2 separate regions of the Hordeum vulgare genome follow, and region 1 is linked to region 2. A link is a contact called in public Hi-C data. All regions are on one chromosome and are shown on one strand. Each heading gives the region's core, a stretch centred on a gene start, on an enhancer-like site or on the middle of the called end of the contact. The rest is flanking DNA. Distances are from core to core; before and after follow the strand shown.

Evidence for each region. A called contact is a pair of places that touch in the nucleus more often than the background predicts.
Region 1: a Hi-C map of seedling shows a contact between it and region 2, with 2.5 times the contacts expected there. The contact joins the promoter of LOC123429698 here to the promoter of LOC123425330 in region 2. A contact is called at or near these places in 3 of 6 Hi-C or Micro-C datasets (leaf and seedling) and 1 of 1 datasets of contacts at active chromatin or transcription factors (embryo).

What each region holds. Positions count from the first base shown.
Region 1 is chr2H:101,982,625-101,988,211 of MorexV3_pseudomolecules_assembly, forward strand. It overlaps LOC123429698, which reads left to right and starts at 1,639. Exons shown (of 1, transcript XM_045113709.1): 1 at 1,639-2,484. The coding sequence starts at 1,788. The coding sequence ends at 2,255.
Region 2 is chr2H:101,588,144-101,593,840 of MorexV3_pseudomolecules_assembly, forward strand. It overlaps LOC123425330 (protein STRICTOSIDINE SYNTHASE-LIKE 4-like), which reads right to left and starts at 3,472. Exons shown (of 6, transcript XM_045109014.1): 1 at 3,171-3,472; 2 at 2,841-3,059; 3 at 2,673-2,740; 4 at 2,345-2,581; 5 at 2,093-2,225; 6 at 1,416-1,981. The coding sequence starts at 3,314. The coding sequence ends at 1,679. LOC123425331 (proteasome subunit alpha type-6-like) reads left to right here. Exons shown (of 9, transcript XM_045109015.1): 6 at 1-69; 7 at 304-399; 8 at 1,093-1,152; 9 at 1,261-1,559. The coding sequence ends at 1,365.

The DNA of each region.
Region 1 (5,587 bases), core at 389-2,888, 390 kb after region 2:
ACTCCCTCTGTCCGGTAATAATTGTACTTTTTCCTTTTCTATCAGTCAAACTTGTTAAACTTTGACTAACTTTATTAAAAAAAGGTGCTAGCATTTATGACATCAAATTAGTATCAATAGATTTACGTTCACATGAAGTTTTCAAATATATCATTTTCATGTCATATATGTTGCTACTATTTTTTATAAAGTTGATCAAATTTTAAAAAGTTTGATTAAGTACAAATCTATATGTACATTTATTTGTGAACGGAGGGAGTAGACACTATTCAAAGAAGAAAGTCGGTGCAGGTTGGGCGGAACGTTGAGCGGGCTAACCCTAACTACTGTATAGTCGTGGGCTTTTCTATAGTACCGAGTTAGACGACCAACCCCTTCGTCGTGGGCCGTCTAACAACAAGAACGGCCTCGTGGTTTTCCAAAAAAATAGAGAAAGCCAGGACGACCTGGCGCGCGCCGCCTCCCTCGCCGACCAAACCCCGCCCGCACGGCGCCTCGTACGCACGCATCGTCCGACCTCCTCCCGGTCGCCCGCGCTTGCCACCCCACCCACCGCCCACGAAGCCGTCCGCGGGCGCGTGTCGGACACCTCGCCGCCCACGCGCGCTGTCGCCGGCCGGGACAGCCGCGTAACACCAATAAAAAACCCGACCACGCGGGCCGCCTCCGTTAATCTTTCATGTCACGCCGTAGAGCCTGCCGTCCGCATCCATCCTTACGATCGATCACGTAACGCTTCGACGTGCAAAGCACTCATGCACGTCTTCCATCGATCGCCTCTCGACCGCTCGGCAGTTGTTACTTGTCGCTCGAACACTCGTTGTTGCCGCCGCGCGCGTGCGCGTGCTGCTCCTACTACGTGTTGCACGAGCGACAATCGCTGACACGGATAGGAAGATGGCCGCTCCAGGTCAACGCGGTGTGAACGACGGCGACGTAGGCCGGGGAGAGGGCCGGCTTCTTCCTTGCAAGTTACCGCTGGCGTGCTCGATTTGCAGGGGCCAGTTGTAAGCAATAGATAACGCGAAGCATCGCTGTCGCCCGCCTCCTCGTTTCTTTTGGTTTCTTCCTTCACCAAGCGCCCTACATGTTCAGCGGAGCCAGACAGAATGATACGCGCGTGGACGTTGACCACTAGCGCCGTCACACCTTCTTTTTGTATGCACAACAACTTGCACCATGTAGTGCAGGAGTATAACTCTATGGAAATCATCAAATAAGTAGAATCTATATATCCACAAACTAGCCTAGCACCACACCACACGTACGGCTGCCGTATTCTCATCAAACACGACGCCGTCACATCGTAGTACAAGTTTGTTTATTTATCATCGTCGTCCACGAGATAACGAGGCGCTCACGTGATTTGCTTAAACAAGCAAGCCGTGTGGTGCCGTGGTAAGTTAACCGGCTGCCAGCCGCGGAACAGGCAGGACATCTTTGGCGCCACCTGAACCGCAAGCAACGACGGGACCCCCGGCCCGCCCACTTGGCCACAGCTGGCAGGCGGACCCGGTCCCGCGCCCAATGCCCCGGTGCCACGTGGCGCAGGCGGGCCCGGCCCATAATTCAGTCGCGCGTACGCCGGGCCCACACGCCAGCATCGCGCGCGCGGGCGCAAGACCACGACGGGCGGGATAAATACGGACTCCGGAGGCGCGCACGGACACGGGGCTTTTCTTTCTGGTAGACATCGTCGGAGCGGCAGCGACCACCACCGGCGCGGAGGAGGCGGCGGGTTTTCTTTCTCGGCGGCGATAGAGGTCTGTGAGCTGGAGGTCTTGACCATGGAGGCGGAGGTGCAAGCGCGCGAGGAGTTGGATGAGGTGGCGTGCGAGTGCTGCGGCTTCACGGAGGAGTGCACGGGCCCGTACATCGCCGGCGTGCGCGCGCGGTACGGGGGGAGGTGGATCTGCGGGCTCTGCGGGGACGCCGTCGCGGAGGAGATGTGCAGGGCCTCGCCGCCGGTGTCGCCCGCGGAGGCGCTCGACCGCCACGCCTGCGTGTGCGGCGAGGGGCGCCGCGCGTCCGCGTCCGCGCCGCCGTCTCCGGGCGACGAGCTCATAGCGGCCCTGCGGCTGCTCCTCCGCCGCAGGCTGGGCTCGCCGTCGCCGCCGAGGCTGGTCCGCTCCACGCCGAGCAGCCCGAGGCGCGACGCCGTCGTCCCCGCCACGGCCGTGGGCGCCGGGCCCGGCGCCGGCGCCGGCGCCCCGCTCGCGCGCACCGAGAGCTGCTTCGCCGCACTCGTGGAGTAGCAACCGTGCAAGAGGCAAAAACGAGGCCCCGAAAATCAAAAAAATAAATGGTAGTCTTTTCTAGTTTCATTTTGCAATTTTCCTTAAGCCTCTGTAAATATGCATGCCATGTAATCCCGTTTCTAGCTTAGGATGCAGCTGTGAGAGGAATAAAACCAATGTGTACAGAGAACAGTGACAAAAAATATGAGTAAATGAAAGTGGAAGTAATTCCATGTTTTATCGAGCAGGAGTAGTATCAATGCACAGTTTCATCATCATCCAAAGTGGTTTCTTTCTTTTTGTATGTTGCACTTTTTTTCGAAGCAAAGAGGGAAAAAAAGAAAATGCTTTTGATAAAGCATCTGATCTGAATGGGAAGTTGGAAACCGAACCACATCAATCATCTATGCGCTTCCCATCCGGCGATGAGATAGATTCTGATTCGCGGCAGGGGCTTGATGAGGATGGATCACTTTCTGGTTTCATGAATAAACTATTTCCAGTTTATGACATCAATAAAATATAAACACTCCAGGAAGCAGCTAGCCTATTTTCACCCGCAACACTGTAGTTTTTTTTTATAGGGCATTTCCAATGCCTGATTTCAAATTGGTCACGGTGTTTGTTATCAGTCCACGACATAAACGCGGAAGCTGGTCATCCAATCACATCCTTTAAACATTTATCCAGGTCAAATTAATCTGAAATTCAAATGCCTGACGTCAGATCACAATAAAGAAAACAATGTTCGTAGGTTTTTTACATGTTCAATGACATAATTATCTCAGCTTGTCAGTCTGTGCAAAAATACATGAATTTATTGCCCTGTCAAACTGGCTATCCGAGTCTTCATGTCCAATATGCCGTCAGTTCCTCTTTGTCATGCGGTTCCTTTTGGACGGACTACTTCTTCCTTGTCTCTGACTGTTCCTTCAAGCGTTTTATAACGTCCTAAGGCAAACAACTGCATGGTTATCTTTGCATCATCATCCAAATTCTTCATCTTGAAAGTCAAGATCTTCGAATTCTCCGTAGCGGCATCAACTCAACATTTTTTCTCTTCAAGCTTGAGCTTTTCATCAACATGTTAAATCTCTCGGCCTTTTGTCCTCCCTGATGTTGGAGCGCTTGAAACATGTCTTCTCCTTCTTCGCAAAGATTTCCTCAAACCTCCCCGTCATCTTGGTTGTCGTCTCTTCTCGCTTCTTTTTCTTCTTTTCCCACTACTTTCATCGTTCTCGCACGTGAAAATCATTGTTTTTGCGCATTGTGGAGGCAGTGGAGGCACACGACGACTACTTCAAGCTGACAAGGGATTGCTGCTTGATATAGTTCGTTTTTCTCCAACTACTTATCATTGTATATGAGTATTTCTTTGAACTCGTTTGTTGAGAAGTACACACTTTTTGGAGGACCACATGTTATATTGACTTTCTAAACTTTTCGTCCATTTTGGCAATCGATGCCAATGGGGGAGAAGTTTAAAGAGTTTAGTTTGGAAATGATTAGAGAGTTTTGCTTTTATTGCTTAAGCATTTGCATCTCAAACCCATGAATTATTGCTTTGCATGTCTCTGCCTGTTTATGCTTATTTCTTTATATAAACTCTCTTGAAAGTGATTGTCATTCATTACCAAAATGAGGGATATTGTTAGAGCATATTTCTCCATACGTGCTTTTGTTAATTGATGACAATCCCTACGGGCTAATGTTTGTCTTGAGTTATATTTGTAGGATTTGTCCATATGCACTTCTTGAAGTCCATGTGTTGGTTTCAAGGAGTTTATATGATGACTAAGGTGGCATTCAAAGTTTTATCCAAAGATTGGTCATAAAGACACAAGGTTGATCGAGACTAAGTCAAAGAGTGAATCGAGTTAATCAAAACACAAAGCATACAAGATGTAACGAGAGGGATCAAGTGATCCCATAGTATGGTAAGCATTGTCCATTACGCTTTGTCTACTAACCCATGGTCTCCATGAGAGTTCTATGTGGGGTTAGGCGTGTTTCCATGGGCTTGCGTCAAGAGGAAAATCTCATACAACCCATGAAGGATGACATCAAGTGATGATTGTCATCAAGATTGCGGTGTGCAAGTTCAAGTGGAGCATCACGAAGATATCATGCTTGAAGCTTGTCGTCCATTGTGGTGGCAATGGACTTGTGAAGAAGTGCTAAAGAGTGGCTCACCCATAGTGAGTATCGGGGAGTAATCAACTAGTCTTCATCAAGCCAACACAATCAAGAAAGGTGGTCCATCTTGAGGAAGTCAAGATCGTCATCATCTAGCTCAAGTGGACTATGTGCAAGGTATAGGTTTGTCCTTGATAGGTTTTTCTATTTTAGGATAGATTGTCGTACTATTAAGAGGGGATCTCAAGTGAGTAGCTTGATCGTATCGTTCGTTGGGATCTCAAACCATTTGCATCCTTGCATTATCTTCCTTGGTTCTTGTTTGGTAGTTCTCTTTGTGAGTTGTAGAGCTTATGGTCATCTTCATGACAAACTTGAGTTCATCGAAAACGGATTCCATATGCATCTTCTATGATGTTTTCGATGTTGGAGTTATTGTGGGTTCTTCATTCATAGAGGTTCCACATCTGTATATCATTGGCATTTTCATAACTGCATGTTTTATGCTAACTATATACTATTTTCCTTTTTTTTATTCTGTTTCGAGTGGATTTCTGGGCGGCAGTTCTTAGCGGCAGTACCACTCTGGCGGCACTGCCGTACTGCTCCCCTAGTTATTACTCGACTAGGGTGTCTGTCAATGCTAAATGGAAGTACCGCTTGTAGGAGCAGTAGTACCGCTCCAGCGGCACTACCTCCTCGAGGTCTCTGCCGTTTTTGCTCGTTTTCCCTGAAACTACCGCTCCAGCAGTAGCACCGCTTAGCCTAGCGATGGTACCGCTTGTGCATGACCAGTGGACACAACGGTTGGATTTGGGGAGCACTATAAAAGGAGGCCGTCTTCCCCATTGCTCCCCAACTATTGAGCTCGTATTTGCCCCCCATTCTTGACATTCTTCGAGCTTGCTAACTCCCAATCCCTCCATTGATTCTTGCTAGTTCTTGAGGGAAAAGAGAGAGGGGATCTATATCCACATTTCCACCAATCACTTTCTCCTCTTTGTGAGGGGAACTCCTAGGATCTTGATCTTGGAGTTATTTGTGAGCTCCTTGTTCTTCCTCTCATATTCCTCCATAGCTTTTGTTGTTGTGGAGGGATTTGAGTGTTAGATACTTGACCACTTCGTGTGTTCTTACCATTGCATTAGTTGCATCGATTTGAGTTCTCCACGATGGTATGTAGAGGTGAAAAGTTTGAGAAGCTTATTACCCTT
Region 2 (5,697 bases), core at 2,222-4,721:
ATTGATGAAGAGAAAGGGACTCCAGAGCTCTTTACATGTGATCCTGCTGGACAAATCTTTGGCCACAAGGTATTCAAAGAATTTTGTGCTGTGCTCATGAACTTGTATTCATCAAAATGCAATAGTCACACGTTCTGCCGATGATTATTTGTTTATTCTCAAGCAGTAATGTGGATGGCTAAAAGTTTGCAATAAGATACCATGCATAAATTAGGAGCAGACAGCCTCAATGGTCTAAACAACTGAATTCTGAATTATGAATTGTGAAACCATGACTTAGATTCCCTGATGTCCTCTCCTCAGGCAACCAGCGCAGGCCTCAAGGATCAGGAAGCTATCGAGTTTCTCGAGGAAGGAATGGCGGGCAATTCTTCTTTATCATTCCAGGAAACCATGGAGGTGAGCATAAGTGCATAACATTAACAGTATTCTCGAAGAGCAGACACAGTTATCGTATGCAAAACCTCATACTACAAGGAAACACAGATAAAAATGATGGTCCACGAGTTGATCGTACTCCTAATATATTTTCACAAATCATGTAGCCTGTTCAGTTGATTTATTAATAGCTGGTTGACACATTATTAACAATAGTGCCATTTACTAAGAAAGCAGAGAACAGGCTGTCAACTATTTCATCGTTCCTACTTGTGGTTTCCAAGGAAATCATGCAGGTCAAGCATCGGCATTTGTATAGCATATTAGTTCAGGACTTTATTTCTTCATTTATTTTCTTCGAACACTCGTGAAGTTGCGGCTGGCATGATCTATTTGGATTGTCATGTTTTTTTTTTGTTGTTGTTGCATACTCCCTCCGTCCCAAAATAACCGTCTCAACTTTATACTAGCTTTAGTACAAGTTGTAATAAGCTTAAGACACTTAATTTGGGATGGAGGGAGTATTTATCTGTGCAGCAGCATCTTGAATTGACTGTGGTGTTAATTATAGTCGTTTGTCTATGAGTCTTAGCTTGGTTCCCTGCGCTTCCAAAATAGCAGAGCTGGCTTATTTGTAGTTTCAAAGTCTTCCCGACTTGGTGGTACTTCAAAGTTCAAACCCATTGTGATTTATCTTCATCTCTTTGTTTCCAGATGGCGGTATCTGCATTGCGACACGTCCTGGGGGATAATAACCAAGGCCATGACATCGAGGTAATGCAATTGAAACAAATTAATGTTGAAGCAGTAGCATCTACGGATATGCTGCTGTATTTGCGCATCACCTTTTGCTGAACAATGCAAGTGAAATTTATGCTGCAGGTGGGAGTTGTCAGGAAGAAGTATCCGACGTTCAGAACTGTGTTGAGGCGCATCTACAAAAATCCGCGTGCAGGGCAGAACATCCTGGATGGAGAAGGCCAGTGATATGTGAATTTTGTCATGGGATTGATAGGACTGCAATTTCTCTTAGTCGGTAGCGTTTTAGCGTGTGATCCCATTTCAACCAGGTAGCCACAAAAGTCAAAACACACCTGCTTGAGCTCATCCGTCGGTGGTCGGTCATTCGAGTTTTTACAAATCACTGAACTCTGAAACCATAATACTAACTGATAGTACTATCTGACTGCTTACGGCGGAGCCGTGCATGACACAGTGCTGGATCTGTCATCTACAGGTTGCCTACCTTTATTATTCCCATGGAGACGGATGATGAAACTAACTGTCTAGGAAGTAGGAACTAGGAAGAAACTGCTGCCTGGCCCTGTGCCTGTGCCACCTTGGCCAGAGACAGCTTGCCCACGAAGTTGGTCGCGAGGCTTCCGAAGAAGAGGTCTCCGTTGAACTCCGTCACGGAGGTGATGAAGTTGATAACCTTCCCTTGGGTGTCGTCGAGCACGCGGAGGACCTCGCCGTCCTCCGATACCTGCGCCACCATCGCTCCCTTCCCGGCGGCGTGGATCGCGTCGAGCAGCGCCGGGAACGAGGCGACGACCCTCTTCGTCAGCGTCCAGCGCATGACCAGGTCGAGCCACGGCGACCTCTGCATGCCAAGAGTGACGAGACGTTGCTCTTTGTCAGATGATTGATTGTGCTGGTCTGGACTATGGTATGTATCCAAATTGGTGAGCTGAGGTGTGCACTGATAATTAACCTGGATAAGGGCGATCCAGAAGGAGCCGTCTGGCGCTAGTTGGATGTTATCCGGAGACCCCGGAAGGTCGTTGACGAACGTCTCGGCATGACCAGCCTTGTCCCCCTTCAGCCACAGCTTCGTGCATCTGAACCTGCACCTCACAGAACGAACTGGTCACTTGTTGATGGAGCTGCTGCAGCAAGCCTGAGACTGCAGACTGAGTAGAGTGAACTGCAGGGCGTGTCTGTCTCTGTCCAGCTACGTACTTACCTGCCTGTTTCGCAGACGACGACGAAGGCCTCGTCCTGCGACAGGGCGACGCCGTTGGCGAAGGCGAGGTTGTCGAGCGCGACGGAGGCCTTGCCGGTGCGCGGGTCGTACTTGAGGAGGCGGCCGGTGGGGCGGGACTCGACGTAGGCGAGGAACCACCGGTCGAAGCCGAACCTGGTGCTGGCGTCGCTGAAGTAGACCGTGCCGTCGGATGCCTCGACCGCCTCGTCGGCGAACCTGACCGTGTGCCGGAACGGGGAGAAACGATCAGTACGTACGTACGTACGTACAGCCACAGCGCACGTTGCGATTCTGAGACGAGCCGGACCTGATCGTGGAGCCTTCCACCGTGGAGGCGAGAATGGTCACGCGGCCCTCTTCAACTCGCAGCAATCCCTGCCAAAGTTCAACCGAAGCTTTCGAACAGTCGAAATGATTGTTCTTACGATTTTGATTCTGTCGTGCCGCTCATGCAACAGCCTTGTGCGTACGTTACCTTGTCGGCGTCGCAGACGAGCATGGTGCCGTCGGCGGAGGGCGCGATGCCGAGCAGGCCCGTGCCGCCGACGAACCGCCAGCGCTCCCACGTCCCGTTGGGGTGCATCCTCTGCAGCCACCCGTCCCTCGTCGCCGTGTACAGCGCCCCGCCCGCCGCCGCGTCCACGTACACGTCCTCCGGCGCGCTTAGCCGCCCTTCCCCCAGCTTCTCCAGCCCCTGCATATACCAAACCATCAGCCCATCGATCGGTACGCGGCGTGACACGGCGAGATTACTCTAGGACACTGTACACGGGGGCGGCGTGGCAAGGGACCAACGATGACTGACCTGGAGGAGGTTATTAGGCGGGTAGCGCTTGGCGGGCGGCGGCGGCGACGGGACCGGCTGGATGGGGCAGTTGAGCGCGACGTGGACCGCCACCGAAACGACCACGGCCACCGCCGCCGTGCCCAACAGACCACCGGCCGCCATGATCACGAGACAGCAGCACACCACCCAACTGGTGGAAGCTGAACTGAATAACGAAGCTGTGGCGGGTGATACTGGCTGCTGGCAGCACAGGCCGAGGCTGGAGTGCCGGACTAGCGCGGTGCCGGTTGAACTGTACTTATCCTGTGTATGCCGATGGAGATATGGGTTTGCGCCTCTGCACCGGATGATGGGCCAGTTTCAGCAGGTTTCGCAGGCGACGAGGGCGTGGTCCAAGCAGCGCCGCGTCTGCATGGATGGGGGGTCCGTTGGGAGCTGCTGCGTGACACGTCATGCCACGAAGTCTCCACGAATGCACGCGCCACCGAACGGTCAGCCGGCGCGTGCCATGCCAATGCGTCGCTGCTGCTGCTAGCATGCATGGGCGTCGCTGCCTGGCCAGCAGGGTTTGTTCTGCAATGTTCGGAAGCTAGCTAGGCGGGCTACCAGAGGCTAAGGTGGTGTTTCTTTTCTCTGACGTAGCAACAAAAATGGAGATGGAACGAGACACGGATTCGTTGCATGCGGATTCATTTGTCGAAACGAGCTTTTATCATTCTGTATTCTGGGTTCAGAAAATGGGGTTCTCGATCGGCATTGATTATAAACGGAGCATCGGTAACATCGACATGTATGTACTTCTGTGGTGCGAAAGCTATGGCTTTTATTATGCAGAGACGAATTTGCAGGCCACGCGGTCAATCTGTCATTTTCGGTGTAGAAAAAAAATGCCCGTCAATCAACCTCTCTTTGCTTGTCTATATGCGTTTATCTATGGAATTTCACAAGAAAAGTAAAAACAAAGGACAAATATCCGTTTAAATGTGTGTAGCACCGTCTCCAATGTGTCAAAATCCAACAAATTAGAGACAACCTTTCTTTGATCTGGATCGGTTAAAACGACGGGAATCAAATGCAAAGTGAATTGCAAGGTGGTTTGTCACCCCAAGGAGTTCGGAGGCTTGGGGTCATAAAAATTAGCAAGTTTGTTCGGGCATTGCATCTCGGACGATCATGGTTTGAATGAAAGGAACCAAACATGTTTTGGGTGGGGCTTGGGAACCCATGCATGGAGGAGGACATGGACTTCTTATATGTCTCAACGACCATCATTTGGGCAACGGAGCCAAAGCATCTTCTTGAGACTCATCGTGGCTTCTTGGACGGAAGCCAAAGGACATTGCTCCTTTAATTATTGAGGCCTCCATGCGTAAGAATTGGAAAGTGTGGGAGGCCTTCAATGGAAGCGCTTGTACATCACTCACAACATCGTCGTTTTCGATGCCCATATCTCCCAAATCTCCATTTATGGATGCTTGTGCACGATTAACACCTGGATGAACAAACCAGCCATGACATTATCTAGAAGCACGACAACAACGGGATATATTCGACAGCCACCGCATACAAGGCCCAGTTCCTAGCCCCCCAAGATGAAGTTCTTCGCTTGGTTGGCTATCCAAGACCGGATTTGGACCGCCGATAGACTGGAGCGGCGCGGTTTGGAAAATTGTGGGCTTTGGCCCCTTTGCAGGCGAGAAAACTATATGGGCGTGCAACTCTTCTACAAATGCAACTACACAATTAGTCTACGGAACTCGATCATTCTTAAATTCTGCCTCGCGCACATGGACACCTCCTCTTGGCATTTGGGTGGATCCATTTCGGAATGGTGGGACAAGCGGATCGGCTTGCGAAACCCAAATCGACGAGTCTTGGCCTCCCATACAATGCTTGTCTCTTGGATAACTTGTAACGAGCGTAACGCTAGAGTCTTCTGTCACAAGGGTGCGCTGCCTCCAGTCCTCCCGCGTGCTATCATAGACGACACCAAGTTTTGGTTTATCGCGGGTGCTAAGAATCTAGGGTGTATTGTGGTGCGCGAGTAGTTGTTATGGCGTGAATGTGGGCCCTTTGTAACACTCTAAAACTCTTCACTCTTATTTAATGAATGAGGCAAATCGTGTGCCTCCATTTGAAAAAACAACAACCCTAGGTCTTAAGGAATATGTAAGACTTATGACCAGGCCACACACACTGTGAATAGAGGTCTTAGACCGTCATGAGTGTGTAGTGTGGGTCCCATATACCATCATTTTTGCGAGATAAAGCTTGTATTAATCAAAATCAAGAATTACGGTCACGCCACACAATGTCGAGGAGTTCAATTCGGCCAGACCCACGACACAACCATTCGCCATTGTGATCTTCCTAAACATGGTAGAATGACTAGCATATTTGTTTGTGATCTTCAAGAATTACGCTCGATTAAACTATATTTGACCCCCTTTATAATAAAGGCATATTTTGATCTATTGGTATCTTCACTTTGCACCATCTTAACCGCTTCGAGACTGTGCGATTCAATATCGATTGGTAGGCTGCT